Regions from separate parts of the Mus musculus genome. Here all the other regions are linked to region 1. The links are chromatin contacts, called in public ChIA-PET, HiChIP or PLAC-seq and promoter capture Hi-C maps. All regions are on one chromosome and are shown on one strand. Each heading gives the region's core, a stretch centred on a gene start, on an enhancer-like site or on the middle of the called end of the contact. The rest is flanking DNA. Distances are from core to core; before and after follow the strand shown. Region 1 holds the start of Hnrnpab (heterogeneous nuclear ribonucleoprotein A/B). Region 2 holds the start of Zfp354c (zinc finger protein 354C). Region 3 holds the start of Grm6 (glutamate receptor, metabotropic 6). Region 4 has its middle 17 kb from the start of Gm51894. Region 5 holds the start of Zfp454 (zinc finger protein 454). Region 6 holds the start of Tcf7 (transcription factor 7, T cell specific). Region 7 holds the start of Zfp354b (zinc finger protein 354B).

What was found. Promoter capture Hi-C pulls out the DNA fragments that hold promoters and counts their contacts. ChIA-PET counts read pairs in DNA pulled down with a chosen protein or histone mark. HiChIP or PLAC-seq counts read pairs in DNA pulled down with a chosen protein or histone mark.
Region 2: a promoter capture Hi-C map of pre-B cells shows a contact between it and region 1, with 2.4 times the contacts expected there. The contact joins the promoter of Zfp354c here to the promoter of Hnrnpab in region 1. A contact is called at or near these places in 4 of 39 promoter capture datasets (embryonic stem cells, hippocampal neurons, pre-B cells and 1 more) and 1 of 115 datasets of contacts at active chromatin or transcription factors (memory CD8 T cells).
Region 3: a contact with region 1 is called in a promoter capture Hi-C map of liver, with 2.2 times the contacts expected there. The contact joins the promoter of Grm6 here to the promoter of Hnrnpab in region 1. A contact is called at or near these places in 3 of 39 promoter capture datasets (embryonic stem cells, hippocampal neurons and liver) and 1 of 115 datasets of contacts at active chromatin or transcription factors (memory CD8 T cells).
Region 4: an RNA polymerase II ChIA-PET map of effector CD8 T cells shows a contact between it and region 1, with 20 read pairs. The contact joins the enhancer-like site here to the promoter of Hnrnpab in region 1. A contact is called at or near these places in 4 of 39 promoter capture datasets (liver, neutrophils and pre-B cells), 1 of 15 datasets of contacts at CTCF or cohesin (embryonic stem cells), 9 of 484 Hi-C or Micro-C datasets (B cells, CD4 T cells, CD8 T cells and 6 more) and 6 of 115 datasets of contacts at active chromatin or transcription factors (T-cell acute lymphoblastic leukemia, bone marrow-derived macrophages, effector CD8 T cells and 3 more).
Region 5: a contact with region 1 is called in a promoter capture Hi-C map of hippocampal neurons, with 2.9 times the contacts expected there. The contact joins the promoter of Zfp454 here to the promoter of Hnrnpab in region 1. A contact is called at or near these places in 2 of 39 promoter capture datasets (cranial neural crest and hippocampal neurons) and 1 of 115 datasets of contacts at active chromatin or transcription factors (astrocytes).
Region 6: a contact with region 1 is called in a promoter capture Hi-C map of neural stem cells. The contact joins the promoter of Tcf7 here to the promoter of Hnrnpab in region 1. A contact is called at or near these places in 2 of 39 promoter capture datasets (the C10 cell line and neural stem cells) and 4 of 115 datasets of contacts at active chromatin or transcription factors (T-cell acute lymphoblastic leukemia, double positive thymocytes, large pre-B cells and 1 more).
Region 7: a contact with region 1 is called in an H3K4me3 HiChIP or PLAC-seq map of forebrain, with 4 times the contacts expected there. The contact joins the promoter of Zfp354b here to the promoter of Hnrnpab in region 1. A contact is called at or near these places in 4 of 39 promoter capture datasets (the 3T3-L1 cell line, embryonic stem cells and hippocampal neurons), 1 of 484 Hi-C or Micro-C datasets (cortical neurons) and 4 of 115 datasets of contacts at active chromatin or transcription factors (astrocytes, embryonic forebrain, embryonic limb bud and 1 more).

The regions. Positions count from the first base shown.
Region 1 is chr11:51,605,296-51,608,600 of GRCm38.p6, reverse strand. It overlaps Hnrnpab (heterogeneous nuclear ribonucleoprotein A/B), which reads left to right and starts at 1,720. Exons shown (of 8, transcript NM_001048061.1): 1 at 1,720-1,934; 2 at 2,015-2,261; 3 at 2,972-3,140. The coding sequence starts at 2,038.
Region 2 is chr11:50,825,883-50,829,187 of GRCm38.p6, reverse strand. Zfp354c (zinc finger protein 354C) reads left to right here and starts at 1,457. Exons shown (of 5, transcript NM_013922.4): 1 at 1,457-1,609; 2 at 2,678-2,762. The coding sequence starts at 2,730. It also overlaps a transcript of Zfp879 not described here.
Region 3 is chr11:50,849,135-50,852,439 of GRCm38.p6, reverse strand. It overlaps Grm6 (glutamate receptor, metabotropic 6), which reads right to left and starts at 1,755. Exons shown (of 11, transcript NM_173372.2): 1 at 1,601-1,755; 2 at 813-1,309. The coding sequence starts at 1,298.
Region 4 is chr11:52,339,499-52,342,803 of GRCm38.p6, reverse strand. No RefSeq gene overlaps it. Among named protein-coding and RNA genes, the nearest start is that of Gm51894, 17 kb to the left of the region's middle. Within about 2 kb of position 1,488, at least 73 of the 459 cell types and tissues checked have an H3K27ac peak or open chromatin away from gene starts, as enhancers often do. A contact at or near this core is called in CD8 T cells, the N1E-115 cell line, T-cell acute lymphoblastic leukemia and 6 more, where this site is marked.
Region 5 is chr11:50,885,673-50,888,977 of GRCm38.p6, reverse strand. It overlaps Zfp454 (zinc finger protein 454), which reads left to right and starts at 1,477. Exons shown (of 6, transcript NM_172794.3): 1 at 1,477-1,612; 2 at 2,480-2,609. The coding sequence starts at 2,577.
Region 6 is chr11:52,281,537-52,284,841 of GRCm38.p6, reverse strand. It overlaps Tcf7 (transcription factor 7, T cell specific), which reads left to right and starts at 1,828. Exons shown (of 11, transcript NM_001313981.1): 1 at 1,828-1,914; 2 at 2,064-2,130; 3 at 2,596-2,720. The coding sequence starts at 2,625.
Region 7 is chr11:50,930,091-50,933,395 of GRCm38.p6, reverse strand. It overlaps Zfp354b (zinc finger protein 354B), which reads left to right and starts at 1,761. Exons shown (of 5, transcript NM_013744.3): 1 at 1,761-1,891; 2 at 2,411-2,495. The coding sequence starts at 2,463.

The sequences.
Region 1 (3,305 bases), core at 471-2,970:
CAGAGACACACTGATCTCTGTAAATTTAAAGCCAGCCTTTCCCTACATAGTGAATTCCAGGACAGCCAGGGATGTGTAGAAAGACCTTGTCTCAAAAATAAAATAAAAGCAGGGTGTGATGGCGCACGCCTTTAATCCCAGCACTCGGGAGGCAGAGGCAGGCAGATTTCTAAGTTCGAGGCCAGCCTGGTCTACAGAGTGAGTTCCAGGACAGCCAAGGCTACACAGAGAAACCCTGTCTCGAAAAACCAAAAAAAAAAAAAGTCAAGAGGCAAGAGGTTCTGGATCTGGAGAGGGTTCAGTGGGCCACGTGGGCACAAGCATGAGGACCTGAGTTCAGGACTCCAGTGCCCACAGCTGAACAGGGGAGCACAAATCTAACTTCAGCTTACTCCATCAATGTGGGAGGAGACAGAGAATCTCCAAAGCTTGTGAGACCATTTGCCTGGAGGCCAGCCTGGTCTACAAAGTGAGTTTCAGGACAGCCAGGGCTATACAGAGAAACCCTGTCTCAAAAAAAAAAATCTATATATATCTCTATCTATCTATCTATCTATCTATATCCATCCATCCATTGGATGACTCACACCTTTAATTCCAGCACTTAGAAGGCAGGCAGGCAGTTTTCTGTGACTTCAAGACCAGCCTAGGTCTAAAAATGAAGTTGTGGGCCAGCTAGTTTGTTTAAAGGAAAAAAAAATTATAAAGAACAAAATGGAAAGTGAAGATTGATACCTTGTCTGATTTACACACTCAGGGCATAGAACTTACACTCAACACAAACGTATGCACACATACACAGGAATCATGGCCTAACCCAGGCCTTTAAAGTTTTATGGTCAATGCTTAAAAGAAAACTACCCCTCTTTACCATAACCTCATTTAACAGGGCTATTTTTCCAAAAGCAAGTTGTCAGACTAGGCAGGGTGACACATGTCTGTAATCATATCCTGGGGCTACATGAAAAGACTCTTAATTTTTCCATTTAGGATCATCTAAAAATCAGTGAAATTAAGCTAGGCACAGTGGTGGTGCAGCACATAATTCCAGCACTGAGGGGGTGAAAATGGAGGGTCAAGAGTTCAAGGCCAGTCGGAGGATACCAGACTTGGTCTCAAAAAACACAAAACGGAACCAAAGGAAAGAAATAAAAATTAAAGGCAAAGCTAAACACTAATGCGATATTAAGTATCTATGGGTGTCAAGCAGACACTGGAAATACTACGGTCCAACGTTCACTGCGCCAGGCCTCCATGGATGGCCCCAGCTAGCTCACTGAAGAGGGCAGGAGCCCTGGCATCTCAGGATGCCGAGGTTTAGGAGCAGGCTGTGCTGAAGGCCTCCGATGACCGCAGCACTCCGTAGATTAGAGCACTCCAAGATTAGGCTCCTTTCTCCGGGCGACCTTGGATTTAGGGGACTTCCTCCGGCTCATTCTCCTCTTTTGGGAGGCCGGGGTTGCTAGTGTAGAATAGGATGTAGGGATAGGATGACAGACTGCCGTGTACCCCGGGCAGCTGGGGACATTGGACGTGCTCGCCCGGTGACCGGAACCGTAGACAGTTCTCCGACTCGCGCGCGTTCTAAAATGAGGACAAAGCCCGCCCGGATCTAGAGCGCGCGCGCAGAAGCAGCCAATAAGATGCTAGGACAATGGTGAGTGGCGGTTCGCTTTGCCCAATGAGAGTATCCGTTGTTACGAGGTGGTGCCCGGCTTCGGCATTATAAAGAGCTCCACGAGTTGGCATTGTCAGGCGGTGGCACCGCGCGGGACGGAGTTAAGGTCTTCTTTATCGGCAGTGTACGGCGGCGGCCGAGCGGAGCGATAGTCAGTGGCTGCGGACGAGCCCTCGGGGGTGCGAGCGTGACCGCGGCCAAGCCCGCGCGTCGCCTTCTGCGGCGAGTAGGGCCTCGCGGCGTCATCGGCGGCGAGGTGAGCGGCCCGGCCGCGGGCGGTGGGCGGGAGCTCGGGGAGCGCCGCGGGGCCTGACGCGCTGTCGCCGCTCGTTGCAGTAGCCGCTGCGGCCTGGCCGACCATGTCGGACGCGGCTGAGGAGCAGCCCATGGAGACGACGGGCGCCACCGAGAACGGACACGAGGCCGCCCCCGAAGGCGAGGCCCCGGTCGAGCCCAGCGCGGCTGCCGCGGCCCCCGCGGCCTCGGCCGGGTCTGGGGGCGGGACCACGACCGCACCGAGCGGGAACCAGAACGGCGCGGAGGGCGACCAGATCAACGCCAGCAAGAACGAGGAGGACGCGGGGTAGGTGCGGCCGCGGGCCGCCGCCTTTGTTCTGGGGCCGTCTTTTGTTGGCGCCACGCGGCGGGGGGAGGGGCGGGCGGCCCGCGGAGCTGTGCCTGCCTGGCGCGCTTGCCGCCTGGCCCGGGCGCGGTTACGCGCCTCGGAGTTTGCAGGAGTTTGCGGGGTCGACTGTGAGGCCGATCTGGGCCGCTCGCGCGGTGCTTGGGCTACTTCGGGCCTCGGGGCGGGCGGCCCCGGAAGAGGAAAAGCGGCGGATCGCGAATCGGGCCGCGAGGGCTGCGTCTCTGCTGCGTAGGCGGAGTTGGCGCGCAGCGGGCCGGGCCTAGCCTGCCGCGAGTCGAGGGGCGGAGTTCCAGCCTGAACCCTGGGGCGGTCTTGGCACCGGGAAACCCAGAGTTCCTTGGGGCAGGTACTTGGGAGGCCGTGAGCTCAAGTAGATTCATGAGTGCAGGGCACGCTGATTTTAAACTCGTGAGGGGTCATGGGTCACATTCTTGTCCCGTATGTACCGTGTGTGGCTGTACAGTCTCGTTCAGCTGTGAGTTCCAGTTGAGTCGAGATTGCAGAGCGACGCAAGGGTTAACTTGAAAGGGGGCACCATCTCAGACTGGTCCATGGGACTGTGGCTCCATAAGCCCTTCCCCAGCCAGGAAAAGTGTCAGAATTCTTTTACAGCTTCTAAGGTTTGTGGTCTTGTCTCTCACTTGCAGAAAAATGTTCGTTGGTGGTCTGAGCTGGGATACCAGCAAAAAAGACTTAAAGGATTATTTTACTAAGTTTGGAGAGGTTGTTGACTGTACAATAAAAATGGATCCCAACACTGGACGATCAAGAGGGTTTGGGTTTATTCTCTTCAAAGATTCTTCTAGTGTGGAAAAGGTAAGCTGGGTATTTGACAGCAATCTACTAGGATTCTGAATCCTAAGGAACTCAGGCATTGCAGTGTTGAGGTGATTGCCACGAGTGAGCTTAGAGTCGTTTTGAGGGATAGTACAGATTGAGTGATTCTGGGCGATTGCAATTCTACTATAAAAAGCTTACTGA
Region 2 (3,305 bases), core at 208-2,707, 780 kb after region 1:
CAACCAAATGGAAATTGATTTTAGGATTCAGCAGCTAGCTGGATTTAAAAAAAAAAAATCAAAAGGCATTCAATCAATTACTTTTATTTTTTAATCCTCCTGCTTTCTGAAGCCATCCTGGGATGCACATCAAGGCCCATGTCACATTGTTTTCTGTGTATTGTATACAGTAAAAATAAACTACAATGTGTTTAGCAAATTGTATCTTATATCTTGGGTATCCTAGGTTTGGGGCTAATATCCACTTATCAGTGAGTACATATTGTGTGAGTTCCTTTATGAATGTGTTACCTCACTCAGGATGATGCCCTCCAGGTCCATCCATTTGGCTAGGAATTTCATAAATTCATTCTTTTTAATAGCTGAGTAGTACTCCATTGTGTAGATGTACCACATTTTCTGTATCCATTCCTCTGTTGAGGGGCATCTGGGTTCTTTCCAGCTTCTGGCTATTATAAATAAGGCTGCTATGAACATAGTGGAGCATGTGTCCTTCTTACCAGTTGGGGCGTGGACACTATGCCCCCCCTTAGAATTGGGAACAAAACACCCATGGAAGGAGTTACAAAGACAAAGTTTGGAGCTGAGATGAAAGGATGGACCATGTAGAGACTGCCATATCCAGGGATCCACCCCATAATCAGCATCCAAACGCTGACACCATTGCATATACTAGCAAGATTTTATCGAAAGGACCCAGATGTAGCTGTCTCTTGTGAGACTATGCCGGGGCCTAGCAAACACAGAAGTGGATGCTCACAGTCAGATAATGGATGGATCACAGGGCTCCCAATGGAGGAGCTAGAGAAAGTACCCAAGGAGCTAAAGGGATCTGCAACCCTATATGTGGAACAACATTATGAACTAACCAGTACCCCGGAGCTCTTGACTCTAGCTGCATATGTATCAAAAGATGGCCTAGTTGGCCATCACTGGAAAGAGAGGCCCATTGGACACGCAAACTTTATATGCCCCAGTACGGGGGAACGCCAGGGCCAAAAAGGGGGAGTGGGTGGGTAGGGGAGTGGGGGTGGGTGGGTATGGGGGACTTTTGGTATAGCATTGGAAATGTAAATGAGCTAAATACCTAATAAAAAATGTAAAAAAAATAAACTACAATGATTAGTGATGTGGGCTAGGGTTCTCCTAGAGTTTTGTTTTGTTTTACTTTTTTTGGTTTTAGTCTCGCTATGTAGTCCTGGCTGTCCACATGTAGTCAGTCAGGCTGGCCTGGTACCTATGGGTACCTCGCTCCTAAACCCTAAATTCCACTTTTGTCCTGTCACATCACTTCACCCTCCTAGCAAACAAGTCTGAGGGACTGACTGAGAGAGCAGGGACAGGCTTGCTGGATTTGCAGTGCAACACGACCCGACTCAGCTTTCAGAACGCGCCTGGCCCCGGTGCCTTCTGGGAGGTGTAGTCAGAAAAGACCTCAGGCATGCCGGGAGTAGTAGTTCTCTGGGGCTTCTCCCGGTGGCGGGGCTGCTCGCGGCGTTTTGGGGGGCTCCTGGTGGAGGTGATCCTGACTGTGCTAGGAGAGAGCGTCTGGGGCCGACATCCTCGAGACTGCTCGTGCTGAGAGTGGTGGGAGCGAGCGCCGGCGTCCGTGAGTGGGGTGAAGAGGGGCGACCGGGGCGTAGCGGGCGGTGGGCTTCCCGGCGAGCCCGGCGCGGCCTGGCGACTGCTCTGCGGCCTCAGGCTCGGGGATCTTTCTGCGGGTTTGGCCCTCCACGAAGCGTGGCTGGGACCAAACTGCGGATCCAGAGGCCTGTGCATCTTCTGTAGCATCTTAGCTATGCAGATCATAAAATCAACAGCCGATACCTAGCAGTCTAATCTAACTTAATGAATTAGCGCATCTAATAGCAAGTTACAGGCCCCTTGGCCCTTCATTGTGCCTATGGTGCAGAAGAAGAAACCAAGGCACATTGTGGCCCGAGAGTTCTCTGAGTCTTGATCGGAGCCTTAGACTGAAAGCAGAATTTCCTTCCCATTTGTGATGCTTGCTGTCTTGTCACTTTGGGCAGGCTGTGAACCTCCTGGCTGTCCACCTCAGCCACGTCGACAGCACAGCCCCACCTCTGCTGCACAGAGGACTGGTTCCAGGAATTCCCAAACAGCCAACACTTAAGTTCTTGCGGTAGACAGACACAGCATTTGCAGAGAGCTTGGACACATTATCCTTTGTACTTTAAATCAGTCCTGCCCAACCTTTTGACATTGCCACGAATCTTGTACAAGGTGCTAAAGGGTCTGTAGGTGGGTGTGGAGGGATCAGTGTAAGAAAGAAGAAGAGTGATTAATATACAGAAGGGATGTAGTTTTGGCAGGTTGGCTTTGTCAGTGTTCCTGTCATTTGGTACCATTATGGGTGGGTTTTAAAACTTAATTTATTTTCATGTGTGTATGTTTGTGTCTGTTTGTGTGTCTGTGCCCATGAGCACACAGTACCTAAGGAAGCCAGAGAGGATGTTGGATCCCCTGTAGTTACAAGTAGCTGTGGATAGCCCAATGTGGGTGCTGATAATCAAACTTCTTTGCGAACAAGGGAAGTGCTTTTAATCACACAGCCACTTCTCCAGACCCCTTTGTGGGTGGCTTTACCCTCCTGGCTCCAAGCCTTCCCTTTGTACCAGAATTCCTTACTACACCTTTTTTTTTTTTTTCTTCCCAGGCATATTTGGTCAGCACTCGGCTCTCCTTTGGCAGAAAAACTAAGAAGGGAAATGGCTGTGGATTTGCTGGCTGCCCGAGGCACAGTAAGTGAAGCTTGTCTTTGCATAAATTGCTTTCTGACTCAGATGTGGATGTGTTTCCATTTTCTGCCCCTGCCAATTTTTTCCCTTGCAAAATTAGCATTTAACAGGGGTATGCAAACTCCAGTTTGAAGCTGACCTGCAAAGAAAAGATACAAAAGCCTCCCTCCTCACACTTATCAAAGGATTCTGCCAGGCCCAGCACAGATGATAGCCACCACCTCATAAGACCTCCCAGGTGCTTTCTTTTTTTATACAGGGAGTCCTTCAGATGGAGTGCCTACCCCATTGTGTTAGCCAAAGACAGAGCTGTGAAGGTCTCCCTACCATTGGATCTCTCCTCTGGCTCAATCCCAGAATTCTCTCTTCTCCCTCATGTCCCATTTCCTAATTTCCTGCCTAAACCAAAGGCTTATTTATTATTTATTTTTTAAATTATTTCTATTTTTTATTTTATGTTATTTATTATATTATATTTTATTTATTATTATTATTATTTATTATCAACAGGTACCACATCCATACAGACATAAAACATAATTTAAA
Region 3 (3,305 bases), core at 506-3,005, 760 kb after region 1:
TAGGGAAGGGGAGTGGGAGAGTAGAAAAGTGGGAGGAAAGGTGGGGGGAGATGGAGGAGGGGTAAGGTTTAACTAGAGAGGGTCAGGAAGACAGATGGAGGTAAACAAGAAAGCAAAAACCAGAGGAAAGAGGGCAGAGAAAGGTCTTCTGCTGCTATAGACATGCCCTCTACAGAGGCATTCCAATCCCTGGATCCTGAGGTGTCCAGACTGCAAAGAACACAATGCCCCCTGGAGATGAAGAAGCCTTGCTGATAAGTAGTTTAGAAAAGAGATGGGAGCTCCGGACTTCTTTTAGAGCCCAACCCACCCCCTAACCCCCCACCCCCTGGGCACCGGAACGGGTTAAGGCAAGCATTTTGAAATGGAATTTAAATGTCGATTAAAAAAAAAAGGATGGCACTCCCCCCTTCAGTACTCTGCTTTCAGGGATAGCTCAGGGCCACTTCTAAGGACTTCTAAAGAAGGGCCTAGTTCCCCTGAAATCTAAATATCTTTGTCACCTACAGGTGCTCACGAGAGGAAGCACCTTGCAAGATTGAACAAGGTGTCAGCAGAACCTGAATGGGTGGACAAGTGGGTCTAGGTTCAATCTGCCCTTAGCCAACCTTGTCAGGACACAGACTTCTGGAGAAAGGGGTACCCTTCACACAAAGATGCCAGACCAACCAAGCTGGGAAAATTGATCTGCCTCTGTGGACAAAACCTTTTTAATCTGGATGATTGGGAGAGATTGAAACAGATTCTTCCAGAAGTTAGTAAAGGTATCGACCACCTGGGAGGGACGACGGGTGACAGACGCCCGCCCTCACCGCAAACAGGCGCAAGACATTGGCGACCATGATGGACACGGAGCTAGCTGAGGCGCCCACCACCGCCACGACGCGTTCAGGAGGCGCGGCGCGCAGCGGGGGGACGCCCCCAGGGCAGCGCACGCTGGCCTCTTCGCCGTCTCCGCGGCCTCGGATGAGCGCCTGCACGAAGCTCAGCGCCTGCTCCAGAGCGTAGGTGTCCCGCGAGCAGGTGTCGAGCAGCCGCGCGCCTAGTCGCACACCGGGCAGGAGCTCCGGGTCGGCGTTGATGCGGTCCAGCGCGTAGAGCATCGCCTCCAGCCGGTGCACTCCCTGCTCCTTCTTCAGCGTCCCGCACGCACGCCCTGCGGCGCCCCGGGCGTGCACCGGGAAGAGGCCGCCCAGCGTCAGGCCGCCTGCCAGGCGCACCGAGCCCGCACCGTGAGCTATGCCCGCCTGCGACAGCCACCAGGCTAGCCACAGCAGCAGCACTCGGAGCCGCCCCATCTGCTCCTGGACTGCGGGAAAGGAAGTTACCGGGACGCCTTGAGAGCCGGCGGACGAAGCTGCCACCCCGTGCTCAGCTGCCACTTCGGGATTCTGGCCGGACACCGAGAGCGCAGGAAAAGTTGGTGACTCGCGCACCAGCAACTCAGCAGCCTCTCCCAGGCCTCCAGAGGATTGCTCTCATTCTCCCTGAAAAGTCCCCCTGTTGATGGTCGGTCCCGCTCCTTCCCCCACAGTTCTGGGCAGCTCTTCCTCTGGACCCACCCCAGCGCACCCTAGGCTACCTCCCCAGTGGTGCTTACCTGAGCCAACCTCTGGCTAGTAGGACGAGTCTGTGACAGCTGTAAAATCAGAGCTACAGTCTAGAGGATTTAAGGATTCTGGGGAGGGATGAGGGTGAGGGCAGAGACCCCCTCCAGAGCTTGAGAGTGGAGGAAGGGCTCTCTTCTCTCTCTGCCTCTCTGACTCCCTGGGTCTGCTTCTCCCCTAGACTGCCTTTAAATTGTCTGACCCAGCAACACCAATAAGCTTGGCCACTCATCCTCAATATGCCGATTAAAGAGACAGATAAGAGTGAAAGTTGGAGATAAGAGATTTACACAATCAGTCCCGCCACCCCGAGAAGAGGAACAAAGAAGTCCAGGGACTCCCCTGGTCGGTCTTCAGAGACTTAGGTTTAAACAGAAAAGGACATGCATAGCCAAGTGGTTCTGGTTGCTGGGGTTCAGTCTCTCCTGCAAGGTGGTCTGACAGGTTGTGAAACTGTGTCATCTCTGTCTGGGAAGCAAGCTTCCTCTCTGACTGCACCAGGCTTCCGGGAGAGCACACAGGTGTTTCTAAAGCCCCTAACAAGAGCCTTGCAGCCGGTCTGACGCTGCTCTGGTCTCGGTCTCTCTGTGTTCTGCATTTCTGTATCTGCCTAGACGTTCTCCAAACGTGGCTTATTCCACTCGTAGTGTCTCCCTACCCCACCCCCTACGTTCTCAAACTTTCTTGCCTTCCTGCCGTTTTCATTCTCTGTCCTGACCACTAGAACCTTTTCTCTTTTCAGATATTGGTGTATGTATTATCTATCGTGTGCGAGCGTGCATGGTTTTGTGTGTGTGTGTGTGTGTGTGTGTGTGTGTGTGTGTGTGTGTGTGTGTGTGTGTGATATGCGGCACATGCCCTCTCACGCCAGAGTTAGTTCTCTCCCTTTTGGTTTGGGACCGGGACAAGGTGCATAGTTTGCATATCAAAGCAGACCTGACTTCAGGGATCTCCCAGCATCCCCCAGTCCCTACCTGACATACCCTGCCTCCCACCCTGAACTTTCCAGCCCAGGGGCTGGGCTGCCTTTTTCCCAGAGGTTCTTCCCTATGTGATCCAGACATTTTGGTCTCTTTCTCTCTTCCTTCTGTTCCTTCTCTTCTCTCTCTGTGTTGGAGACCGGCATTGAGCCATAAGCCAAAGCTCCCCTTCCTTCGTGAGAAACTTCGGACCTTTTGAGAGATGTTGGGGACTGACACTGAGTCATAAGCCAAAGTTCCGCTCCCTCCTGGAGGAGAGACTTCCGACCTTTTGAAATGACAGCTGACACAACATCAAGGGCAGATAATAGTATCTGCAAACTTTCTGTGAAAAAACACAGAATGTCCCCTGAGCTAAGAGTAGATAGCACCTTCCCGGGCAGTTGTGCAGAACCACCCCTGCCTGCGGGCTGAGGCACGGGCAAGTTTCTCCCTCTTTACTTCCTTCCTCCTTGCCGCTTATATTCTGTAACCTTACTCTCAATAAACAGACCTTGATGGATCTACTTGGTCTGTCTCTTATTTCCCGCCCGTTTCTCTTTCAGGCAAGGTCTCCCTCAGACCCCCTGAATAACTGGGTCCTGCGGGTCGGGACATCTGTGCCCCCTTTCTCGCTTTCTATTCTCCCTCACCTCCCCTCTTCCCCCCATGGCAACTGCCCTGCCCTCAATCCTCCGGGTCTGTGAACTCACCTAAGAGCAGCTTCCCAATAAACCTG
Region 4 (3,305 bases), core at 239-2,738, 730 kb before region 1:
ACTCTGTAGACCAGGCTGGCCTCCAACTCACAGAGAAGCACCTGCCTCTGCCTCTACCTCCCAAGTGTTGGGATTACAGGTGTACGCCCCCACTCGCTGTTCACTCGTGGCTTTACCAAGATGTCCACTCAGGGGTGTTTTCAATTCTGCTCCTGTGGAATCAGTGGGGTGGGCGGATGTGCTGCAGAGCCCCCTCCTCCCAAAGCACCTGCCCACACACCTACGACAGCCAGGGGGAAAGCAAATGGTGTCATCACAGCCCTTCCAGTGCCAGGGGAACCCCCAAAAAGGCCCAGGTTGGGCTCTCCATATTATCTTTTGCTCATCAATGAGATGTCTTCTCTGACGGCAGCACCCAGAGTTCACTATGACATCTCCAAAGTGAGAAATGGGTCCTCAGGAGGCTTCTGCCTGCTTTACTTTAACTGGCCAAGGACTCAGCAGGGAGGCCTGGGAGCCTCTCTATATAATGTGCAAAACAAGGCTGTGTATCTTGCCCAAACGAGCTATGTCTCTTTCACAATAAGAATTAAGGACACACACACACACACACACACACACACACACACACACACACACGCCAAAACACTGACTTGAGCTGAGCATGAACCATTGGGCAGACTTATGCCTAACACTAATACTGGGGAGGCTGAGGCAGGAGGATCCCCATGAGTTCAAGGCCACCCTGGGCTACGTGTAAGACCTATGGTAAAACTAACAAATGGCTGGAGATGCAGCTGTTGGTAGAGTGTTTGCCTAACACGCACAAAGCTCTGGGTTCAAACCCCAGTGCTGTTTACCAGGGTGTGGTGGTCCACGCCAGTGTTGCCAGCACTTGGGAGGTGGGAACGGAACGATCAGACTGTATAGTTCATCTTTGGCTACACAGTGAGATTCAGGCTAATCCTGGTTCCTTGAGACCTCGCCTCAAAAAACAAATCCCTCAGGGGCTGGCTGCCATCCGGATTGCCACATGGGCAAGAAGGGAAGAGGTTAAAGCACTTTGGAGGAACAGCCACAGACCCCAAAAGGGCACAGCCATAAAACCTGGGTCCTAGGTACTGTGGGGGCCTCTGCAGAGTATCGGAAAGAAGCAGGAAGCCGGCCTCAGGCCTGACAGTGTGTCCCCAGTGGCCCCAGGTTCCCGCAGCTGGGGTCAGGGCTGAGCCTGGTAGCCTGGAAACTGAATTTCAGAGAAAGACAAGCTTTGCTTGATCACCTGGCAAAGGATCTCTGAGTCTTGCCTAGGACCCCAGCCGGCTGCCTTCCCCATGTGGTCCTATCCTGGAGCCCCATAAGGACCCCCACCCAGGTCAGAGCATCCTGGGGGGGTCATTCCCTGAGGATTAGGGCCCACCCAGGGTGACCTTGCCAAACAGTGCTCTGGAGCTAGGCACCACCCCCCCCCCCAAGGCCACCACACACCCCTCAGCCACCACCCTTGGAGTTCCTGAGGTGACCCATTTCCCTCTCTCTTCTGCAGCTTCAAAACAAACCAAAACACAGACCAACATCCTTTGTTTGTTTGGAGGATCAGAGCCGGGGAGAGCGCTCTGTGGGTTTTCACTTGAAAACAAGGTTGTTTGAGTGGGGAGCAGAAACCCAAGGCAAAGGACAGAGTCTCTTGTGGCCACGTGCTTTCTGGATGAGTCAGGGCAGGGCGGGGGAGGGGGACACTCAGCAGCAAGGCTGTCTGCTCACCGCTTTGAGGGGCCGGAGCCATGGCCACCGCCACTCACGCTGGGTAGCGTTTCTTTGAGGATAACTAGGCCCAGGTAGGGCCAGGCTTCTCATTCAGTGGCTCCAGAATTCCTTACATGGGTGGGAATGGATTAAGTTGATGCAAGCCCCTAGTGCAAATTTATCTCCATCCCTTAGTTCACAGGCCCAGGCTAGATGTCCTGCCCCAAGGGACAGGCTTGGCCCATCTAGCACGGGCTGTCTCCAGGGTGTGCAGTCAGGTCCTGTCCAACTGACCTGTTGGATCTGAGCTTCCTGGTGAAACTGGAATCTCTGAAATGCCTGCCTTCAGGAGAGGGTACGCGGTAGAGCAGAGACTAGCATACCCTTTGGGCGCCTGTGGTCTCCACACAGAGTGTGTGGGTGTAGGAGACAGGCTGATGGGGACTGCCTCTCGGCAGCCTTCACGGGCACCTGTGAGTGGCAGTCTGAAGGGTGGTGGCCGGCAGACAGCCTATAGAGTGATATTCCAAAGCCTGAACCATTGTAGCTCCCGGCTGATTCCTGGTCTCGCCTGATAGTTTTAGATGCACCATCTTATTTGTTCTTCACAGGCAGTTATGCTAGAGTGGATGAGGCCGCCGGGGTTCAGAAAGGCAGAGCAACTACTCAAGGACACACAACAAGCCAGACTAGGAGCAGCTCAGCTTTGGACCACACCAGGGCCAGGAACTAACTCACTCAGAGCAGGATTCAATTGCCTGGTGGGAGGTGACTATAGAATGAGGACTTTCGCTGCCAACAGCTCCTCATTCTCATTCTGATGGCGCACTCATGATGGGGATGGGTAGGCTTTTGTTAAAGGCCACCATTTTTTAGTCCTTAGGAACTGAGCAAAGCAGTGGCTCCCAATCTCATCCAATCCTCCCTGCATCCCCAGAGGGAGGTATCTTCATTAGCCCATTTCAGAGATGATAATGCTGAAGCAGGGGTCTGCAAGATGGCTCAGCGGCTAAAGGCGATTGCTGCCCAGGTCTGGTGACTGAAGTTTGGTCCCCGAGATCATAAAAAGTGGAAGGAGAGAACCAACTCCACAGAGCTGTCCTCTGACCTCCGCACATGTCCCCATAGTAGGCGTGCTTCCTAACACAATAATAACGTGTAAGATAAAATAAGAAAGAAAAAGCTGAGCAGACGGTGCCTTTCTAAAGCACTGCACGGCAGGCGCTCTTCTGGATCCCACCCAGTCTCCCCTTCCCTCCTGGGGGTCTGCTCTAGGATCAACTTGAGTTGCACTTTGGAACCTAAGCTTCAAGGTCACCCCCTCTTGCTGGCGGGACATCTGCACGGGAACTCTGTTCCTTCCCACCCTTGCTCAGCTTACATGGCACAGGTGTGCGCCAACGGCCCCCACCAACGGCAGCCAACATCCGGGTGTCTGCTCCCCACCAGTGAAAGACCTGAGCCATATTTCTTGCCTGCGTCCCCAGCTGCTGGGCCCACAGGAAAGCCCCCGGGGTGTCCTTGAACTCACAAAGCTTTGCCCAGCTAGCTGCCATCTTAGCTCCTACAATGCACATCTGTCTTCCACAGACCGTAGCTCCGTGGCACATGAGGTGTGCGCG
Region 5 (3,305 bases), core at 228-2,727, 720 kb after region 1:
CAGCCTTACAAGAGGTGTATACTGGAGGGAGGGTATGCCACACACTGACTGTTGCAGAAAACTCCAAGTCTACTGTCCTTTCTCTCCCTCAACTACACCATAGTCTGGGTTTTTAATTTATTTTGCTGTTGTTTTGGATGAGTTTTGATTGTTAGGAAGCAAGCCAACAAATGCTAAGTCACTGTCCTACGACCATCCCTAGTTTTCACCCTGAATCTGTCCTGCCCAGAACTGACCATAGTCTGCACAGATAAGTTCATCTGTCCACTTGGAACTTCCATTGCTTTCCTTTCACACACAAAATAAATCCACATTTTTACCATGGGGTCAGAACCTCAGAGTCACACACAATGTCATCTTGAGCCCTTTTTTCTTTCCTTGTTCCTGGTGAACATGCTGGTCTTGCTAAGCATCAAATATCCTAAGCCAAATTCTTTGTGGGGAGCTCTTCCTGGGACAGTAAAATCTCCCAAACACCCTGCCCCTTCTCACTCTGAAACCCCTAACTCAGCATTCCTGTCCTTTCATTCACTCCTAATGAATATTTTCTGTTTGATGGACCACCTTCCCTAGTCACACAAAAACTGCAGTGCAGGAGTCACTCTGTTTCAACACTCTCTGCTCTATGCCTTAACCTATATGTGTGTGCCCTAAGTGAGAGAATGACATCTTTAAAGCCCAGGACAGAGCCACTGACATTGTATCCTAAAGGGTGGCCAGCAATCCCAGAAGTGTCAATCTCAAATCATATTTTTTTAATTGAATTTGTTTCACTTTTCTCCCAATAAGAAAGTTCCTCCATGAATACTTACTACATATCCAAAGGCAACTAGACATCTTCAGGGAAAGATTCTGGTACATTACTCGATACTCACAGGCCCCAGCAAAATACAGTCACCAGAAGTAAATCCAAGCTTCTCTATATACTATCCCGTGCTCCCAGAGACACTTGTTTACTCTGCAGAGACTTCCAGGGCCATCGTCCTTCCCCCCCCCCGCACCCCCCTCCGGTAATCCTGCTACCCAAACCCTCACTGCACTCAAGGTCTATCATGCCTCTCCAGTCCAGCTCCAACAGAGGCTGTAGCATTTTTGAGAGCTTGGTACTGACTGTCTTTCAAGACCTTTCTCTGTCGTTAGGCGCTATTACGACGTTCCTGGATGTTCTCTGGCTTTGCTTGCAGATCCTAGAGTCTAGTAACCTTGATAACAGCATCCTGGACCTTTTTTCACTGCTGGTCTCCACAAGACTAGACCACTTGTCTGCCCAGCGATAGGCTAGTGCACCGCAGAGCCTTCTGGGAATTGTAGTTTCGGCCACAAAGTGACTAGGCGCAGGCGCGCTTTATCGCTTTTTGCTCCTGGTCTCCCTCTGAGAAAAGGAGTCCAAAAATCTAAGCGCTGCAGCAGAGAGATTTGTGGGAATTAGGCTTCCCGGCTCCTGGACAAACGCGCAGGCGCGGCTCCGCGTCAAGCAGCAGGCTCCAGCTCATTGTGTCCTGACTACTCTGTCGAGGCTATGCTCTGCAGTGGACAAGCTTCTAAGGGAAGCCCCACGGTGATCTGCAGTGTCCAGAGACTGAAGGTCAGGTCTGGGAGTTGAGAACAGAGGGTACGTAGACTAAGGGTGGGTTGTGGTCCGTTTTGAAAGGCGTGGATCCCACGTCCTTAACTTTGAAGCGCATGTACTGAGATTTGATTCCACACATGGAAGGGACCAGCAGAACTGTTTTGTAGTCGAGCTAAGGGATCCGAACCTGATTGCACGTTGAGAAGGGTTGGTCAGGACCTCTAGCTCATCTTGCTGCAAACTCACAAATACAGTTGCATACAGCTGCTGGTTATATTCCCGGCGTGGCTCCAAGTTCTCTCTGAGGAACTTGAGAAAGGGACACCTTCACTGCAGCCCCTGCACTTGACGAAACTGTGGAGGGTGACTTATGTGAATGATTTCTTCTCCCGGAAACCCGCTCCCTACACTGTCCCATCCGAAACACGAAACAGCCCCCCCCCCACACACACACACACAGAGAGAGAGAGAGAGAGAGAGAGAGAGAGAGAGAGAGAGAGAGAGAGAGAGATCTGGCCGGTTTAACTCCCCTTCCCTTTCAGGAAAAAGTCACCTCTTTGCCTCCTCCTTCCCTCTAGTTGGGATAGAGCTGTCCCAGGAGGAAAGGCTGTCTTAAGACGCCAAAGCATAGCTGCAGGGGAAGGGACAGAGAATGGGTAGAGTTTGAGGACTGGGCCGGGCAAGCTTTCTGCAGGGGAAAGCCAAAGCCACACAAACGGGAAGGCATGCAGGATCTGACTAAAGGAAAGATGCGAAGGAGAGCTGGCATGGGGAGAAGTCACTTTACAGATTGGGTGAGGACAGCTACCTTCAGAGGGAGTATGCACTGGGAGCAAAAGAACAAAGTGAGCCAGGATGTGAATGGTGAGGCGCATCCCTGTGACCTTTGACCCGGCCCTCTCATTACAGGAGTGCAGATGCTTCTAGCCAGAGAACCCCAGCAATTGTAAAGCTCCTCCCCTGCCTCCTTCCTACTCAATGCTCCTCAGCTCACCAGAGAAAAGGAATGGCTGTCAGCCAGCTCCCGGCCCTGGTCCAGGTGAGTCATCACTGTCCAGTGTTGTCCCCCTGTATCCCCAGTTGTGTCCTTGACTTCATTCATTGCTCTAACCAGAAGCTTCCTTTCCAGCCACCCCCAAAGACCCCAGCTGCTCCCTCCCACCACACATCTCCTCCTAGTGAGCTTTAGAGCTTTCTGTAAGGCATGAAAGTGGCACATCTGGGCAGGATTCTAGGTTAGTATAAAATGAAAACCTTTCTACTTCTGTTAGCCAGTAAGATGGTGGTCCAAAATGGTAAAGGCAGGAACTGACATAGGATCTAAAGAAGAAATTTGAACTGTTTCCCGTGAACATGGGGTGTCCTAGACGCCACGTAGTTATTGATGTCTTTTAAAGATAACGTGTAACTTTTGTTTAAGAAGAATATATAGGATTAGTACAAAAATAATTGAAGAACTCTACTTCTATAGGCTAGGGGGATAGTTTTGTGGTAGAATACTTGGTTGGCATGTATAGGGCTCTAAGTTCAGTCTCCAGCACCACACACACACTCTCACAAAGCTGGCACATATACACACACAAAGCTGGGTATGGTGGCTTACACCTGAATTCATAATACTTGGCAGACTGCAGCAAGATTGAAAGTTGAGGCTAACCTGGGCTACATGGAGAGCCTGTCTACAAAGGGCTCAGATCTAAAAGGCATTCTGAGTGGTACCAGTCTCTTTAGGTAA
Region 6 (3,305 bases), core at 579-3,078, 680 kb before region 1:
CTGTGCAATTTTCTCAGAGAAGTGCTCACCCCAAAGTTAGCCGGGACAACCTCGGAGCTGAGGTCGTAGGGGGAGGCCTCGCCCCTGGGCCCTTCTTCTCCTGTAGGCTTTCCATTGGAGCCCCTGCCCTGCCCCCGAATCTAGAGAAGATGGGGTCAAAATCAGTAGCAAACTGGCACCTGCGGAAGAAGGACTTTAGAGGTGCCAAGGGCGGGTTCTGCACCGCATCTCTATTGCCAAGCTCAGCATTAATGGCCAAGCCCCCCATCGCTGAGAAGGAGGTGAAACGGGCATCCCGGCTGGGAGCTGGAGGACTCAGAAGCCCCGCTGGCAGGGCGCTGATAGGATCTGAGCGCTGAGAAGCAAGGCCTGGTCTCTTTGATCCTCCGCCAGGCAGGCTGGGCCTGGACCGGGAGGGGCGGTGCGGCTGTCTTCCGGCCGGCTTTGCGCCGCTGCCAGGGGTCCTGTGGGGCCGGGAGTCGGAGAGGCGGCCAGTGTCCTCCTTCACAAATTACCCACTGTTGTTTCAACTGCTTTCCCAAGAGGTGGAAGAGGTCTACATTGACTCCAACACCGAAACGTTCTTGAGGCGGAGGTGTGCGACCTTCAGTTTACTGCATGGCTATCCAAAGGGCCTAGTGTCTTACAGAAACAGTGATCGGTCGTGGTGAATTCGATGCTGGGTGCCAAGGAGATGCCACTGAAGACGCGGCCTTAACTAGCGTCTGAGTCAATGGGCTCCGGATGCAACTTCCCAGACTGAGCAGCTGCCTAAAGACCCCAAGAGAGAATTTCGTGACCCATGTGGCCGCCGGAAGTCTCAGTTCCTGGACAGCAGGTTCTAAGCGTCGAACTTAGTTGAAAAAGTCATAGCGGGCTGGAGAAACCACGTGAGTGGCCACGATCCTTCCTCGCCTCGAGCCACCACATGTCATATATTTATAGTGTTTGATTTGCACATGCAACAACAGGCAGGAGCTCAATAAATGTGTGAGGCGCTAATGCTTGTGTCTATGTAAGCAGGCTGTCTGGAATAAGGTCCCTAATCGGCACAGGGATGATCAAAAGGGCAGGTGTTTGTGTGTGTGTGTGTGTGTGTGTGTGTGTGTGTGTGTGTGTCAGGGTCCATCTAGTATCCCGGGGACGTAAGAAGCCTCCAGATTGAGCAAAGGACGCTGTTCACACCAAGGTTCCAAGTCATCCACAGGTTCCACCGGTCTAAGGAACCACCTTCTCCGCAACTTGGACGCAAGTTGTGGCTGTATGATAGTTAAGGAAATGGAGTTCCAGAGTTTAGTAATGGATTTCAGGTTAGAGAATAGCTGGAGAGCGAGCCCTTTAAGATTATTCCCAGTGGGCCTGTCCCGGTCTCTCCAGGGAGGGGAGGGCGGGGCCTGGGACGTTAGCCCCTCCCACCGCGGCCCCGCCCCGGCGCCCGCCCCGCCCCCGGCTCGCTGCCCGCGGTGCCTTTGATGTTCCGACCCGCCGGCTCCCAAAGCTGCTGTGCCCCGCGCCCTCGCCCCGCGCCCACTGGCCGCTCAGGCGGAGTCAGCGTGCGCTCCGCCCGCCGCGCTCCGGGCTCGGAGCCCCGCACCCTGGGCTCGCCGCCTTCCCGGCCGGCTCCGCGCCCCGCACCCGGCGCCCCGGCGGGCGCAGCGCACCATGCCGCAGCTGGACTCGGGCGGGGGCGGCGCGGGCGCAGGCGACGACCTCGGCGCGCCCGACGAGCTGCTGGCCTTCCAAGACGAAGGCGAGGAACAGGACGATAAGAATCGCGACAGCGCTGTGGGCCCGGAGCGGGACCTGGCAGAGCTCAAGTCCTCACTGGTGAATGAGTCCGAAGGCGCGGCCGCAGGCGCCGGGGTCCCGGGTCCCGGCGTCCGAGTACATGGAGAAGCCGAGGGAGCGCCCGAGGTGAGCCCGGCCCGCTCCTCCCCGGAGGACCTCGTCCCGAGTTGGTAGCGTGCGGACCCGCCCCCCCGCGCCACGGTCCTCGTGGGTCCCATCTCTGGAGCCCCTCCTGTTCCCTCCGCTCCTCATGGCCCCTCTGCTTCGCTCTGCAGGCCCTGGGACGGGAGCACACTTCGCAGAGACTTTTCCCGGACAAACTTCCAGAGTCCCTAGAGGACGGTGAGTTTTTGCGCGGCTGGGGAAGAAGGCGCTAGAACCGGGGGTGGGGGTGTGGGGGGCGGGTTTCCCGGGCGCCGCTGAGCTGGAGTCACTTCCGGTGCCCTGACCTTTATAGGAGTAAACAGACCCCCGCCATCTCCGCCTCCCCTCCAGCCCAGGTGACTGACTAATCCTTTGCCTTGAGGAGCAAGCCTTGGCTAAGGTTCCCAAGCAGGAGGGTGGGGTAGGGAGTCAAGTCCCGGTCGCGAAGTGGAGGTCTGGACTCGGGGGTCTTTCCTCAAAAACTTGCCTTTGCGGATATTTCCACCCGTTCGGAGGTCGCTGTTCCCTGTCAAGTCACGAACTTGAAGGGGACCCCTTGGCAGGGTTTTTTTTTTTTTTTTAACCCCCCTCCGGAGCAGACAGCCTTCAGTCCTTAGGAGCAGCTGGCTGGGCTGGTGTCTGACCCAGCTGTGGTTTTTCCAGGCCTGAAGGCCCCGGAGTGTGCCAGTGGCATGTACAAAGAGACTGTCTACTCTGCCTTCAATCTGCTCATGCCCTACCCACCGGCCTCCGGAGCAGGGCAGCATCCGCAGCCTCAACCCCCGCTGGTAAGTGACCGAAGCAGTCAGGCCCTGTAATGGGGCTGGCTACCTACTTGACCACACAGGTGATGCTTGGACAAAAAAGGACTTCTCTGCCCAATTCCTAGATGCTCTTGCCCAGTTAACATCCAGAGGAGTCTGACCCAAAAGGAGATCTCTGAAGGAGCGCCCCGGCTCCAGTCTTTCTCACTTGCTTTTGACCTTTGTCTTCCCAACTTGCTCAAGCAGGTGCCTGTGTTGGCCCACGGTGGGGTTGAAAACGTTTTTGAGCTGAGCCCATGCCATTCCCTAGCGTGATGTGCATGCTCTGAGCTAGAGCTCTGTGGTTAGCTTTTTTTTTTTTCCTTCAGAGAAGCGAGGGAACTCGGGTGTGAGAAGACTGGGTAAGAGACCTAATCTTTTCCGTTGCCCAGTTCCACTGTGTCCTGACTGCCGTGTATAAGTCCTTGCCGAGGACCCATGCCACATGGTGTAGGTTTTGAGCGGGCTGGGCTGCTCTCGCACACACAAGGAAAGGTTTGCTAAATGTAGGACAGATCAGGGTGTTGGTTAGGGGTCAGCAACGTGAATCAGTGTCAGGCTTGGCGACAC
Region 7 (3,305 bases), core at 512-3,011, 680 kb after region 1:
AGGAAATTCCTGTCACTGTAATGAATGCTTACAGTATTGGGTTAACGGTAGCTACAGAGAGTAGGAGCTAAGACTACTCATTCACGCCAGTGCCATGAGACCAAAACAAGAACAAGTATCTCAGAAGGTAATGGGAGGCAGAAACAGAAACTACACCTTGCAGAACTGTGAGTTCTGTTTGCAGTTAAGACAGTCAAGAAGTTCCTGGTTGTCCTGTGTTAAGTCTTTACAGGGCAAGGCTTCTCATAGTTATTAAGAAGTTTATGTTTGTCTTGTGTTAAATCCTAGTTAGTAAGTTTCTGTTTGTCCCTAGTTAAGTCCTTGTTAAATAATGTTTCTATTTGTAATTAAGAGTAACTTTGTGTTTCTTAGATCTGATGTGAACTGCTTGCAATTCCATTCAATATGTATCCTTGCCTCTGTTCCTCCCTTTTTCATTGTATCCTTTTAACTCTGGCCCCTGTGAACACCTTATCCTGTAAGAGATAAGGCTCAGCAATGGCCTGGGTGACGGGGGAGGGGTGGTGGTACCCTCCCCCACCCTGTCCCTTACCATCTGAGGTAGCACCTGGAGGGCATGAGAGTAGGAGAGCCGGTCCTGCCCTGTCACTGACTGCAGCACTCTGGAGAGCAGGCCCTACAGCTCATCTGGGCAACTCAGTGAAGATGCCCTGATGACAAAGGTGCTGGTGAGCTGACCCAAAGGCATGGGAGTAGGAGAGGTGATTCTGCCTTCTGCTGACTGTGGCATTGGGTGGCCTTGCTGAACAGTACTGGAGAGTTTACCCTGGTGATTCAGATAAGGGGCAGCCATTGAGCTCATCAACTCAGCTGCCACCCAGGCCCAGATCCAGGGCTCTGGTTGTCCCTTCCTAAAATCTGTATCATGTGTGAATTGTTGGGGCACATGAAAGGGCCAGTCCTGCCGATCCAAAGCTGTTACAGGATCTTTAACACACAGGGTGACAACAGGATAATTGGGAGGAGTCTCAGTGAGGGTCCAATATTGATGGTGTCATAGAAGCCAGAGATCTTGAACCAGATCAATGACTCATTACAACAAACATTTGCAAATGAAGATATGTGGACAGAGGGATGTACTGTATTGTGTGTCACACTGGCATACTATGGCTTCCACAATCATATTTTCTATGCTTTGGAGTGTGTGTGTGTGTGTGTGTGTGTGTGTGTGTGTGTGTTGTACATTGTACTCAGACCAGAGGTTAATATCAGGCGTCTTCATCTATCATTTTCCATTCATTCATTCATTCATTCATGTATTCATTTATTCATTCATTTTTATTTTAAATCCCAGAGTGCCAGGTTTCAGCTAGCCTTTCTTTTGCATTTTCCTGTAACACCCTCTGAGTCTAAATCAATATATAATTATTTCCACAGCTCACTGTCTACACTTTATCCTACTAAAAACCACTGCTTACCAAGTGAGGTCCCTTTTGTTCTTTGATTTATTTCAAAAGGCTTACAACATGATGTTAATACGTAACTGCCAGTCTGTTTCTGGCCGCTGTGGGCTGGCCTTACCCCATCCACACAAATGGAATTAAAATGCATACCACATCTAAGACTTCACAGAGCTAGTGACCCGGGGCCTTTTGGGAGTTTGGGGAGGGGGGGCTCTCCACCGCAGCTGCGCACCAAAGCGGTCAACTTTATATCCCAGAATCCTTGAGTCCCGAGGTAAACTACATTTCCCAGAGGCCTCTGCATCAGCTATCCTCATTATTCCCCCCTCCAGCCCCGCCCCCTGTGAGATCTATCAGGCCGCCGGGTGTCTGTGGCTCGATTCTCTGCCCTGATCTAGCTCCCCAGTCTGAGTCTCCAAGCGTGGCAGCTGCGAGCCTTCATGAGGCGTGGCGGGAGCAGGGGGGAGGTGAGCGGCCAGGCTGGAGGACACGGAGGCCTGTGGCGACTTCAGCGTGGGCCGCCATGAGTCACTGGTCCCCTTTCTGGAGTTTTCTCTGGGGATGTGGAAATTGATCCCTTGACAGCAGCAGAGCAGTTGGGTGGGCTGCACGTGGAGTGGGCCCGTGGTCAGATCTAAACGGGTGAAAAACGTTTGTGTTCCCACTGTGGCTGCACTCTGGCCTCAGTGCACTCTGATCTGAAGGGGGTTGGCACTGCCAACTGAGCTGGGGTGAACAGCATAGGGTGATGCCTGACTCGCGGAGGCATAGTGAGTCTCCTCGGTGACATGGAGTCCAGTGTCGCCTGAGTCTTGTTTCTGAAAATCTAGAGACCAGAAGAGTGGTGACCTGTCAATTCTCTGCCGCCCGCCCCCAGCTCCCGCTTTCCGTTCTGGAAGCAGAAGCGCCAGGCTCAGCTGGTGGAACGCATTCGGAGATGCGGCTTCTGAGGGGTGCGAAGCAATCTTTCTTTCTTCTTCCCTCAGATCGCATTTTTGGACACTGTACCCATCTTTGAGAAAAGCCCAGAAAGTGAGCATGGCTCCAGAGCAAAGGGAAGGGAAGTCTCAGGTGAGCGCATTGCCGTCTCAGTTCATGGCAGGAGTATTTTATATGGTTTTGGTTTTCCTTCCAGACTGAGGCTCTCCGCCCAGTAGACCCTTCACCAGGACTTGGTGCTCTTGGAGGAGCTGGTTGTCTAGGAAGCACACTGCACGCTCGCTCACAGTATATTGCGTTGCTGTTAGCTGATCCCGGTCTGTTGTGCTTACTACATTGACAGCGACATGCAGATGTCCGTTATCACTAGGGACACAGCTGGCGGAAGTCCTTTCTGGTCTGCTTCCCTCATGTTTATTTTTCTCAGCCCTCACCTGGATTGCCCATCTATTTCTTTTTGCCCTTAAGAATGCTTGCGGCGCTCCTCCATCCCGTGGTTCCCCTCCTATACTCTGTAGATCCTAGGTTTGGATTGTACCATTCTTGTGAAAACAACTACTCTTGACCTGCCATTTGGAGGAGCGGGAATATAGAGCTGCCCCCATCGAGGTGAGCTGCTGCGTGGACAGGGGAAAGCCATACTGCAGGGGACACAGTGTCAGGAGCCTCACTCTGAGAGCAAGGAGACGACTTATCAAGAAGCCATGAAGAGGGTTTCCTGGGATATTTGACAGAAAATTAGAAAGCACAGTGGGAGGCTCAAGACCGTTGATTTTTACCCTACCCCCTCTGTTACCATCTGTGGGCCTTAAATCAGTAAGTCTAACTTCTGTGTCTCAGTTCCCTTACCAATAAAATAAAAATAACAGCATCCCCTTGTAGGATTCTTGTTCTGGAGTGAGGACCGAAGCAGGAGATGGTGTGTGGGTCTTACCAGACCAG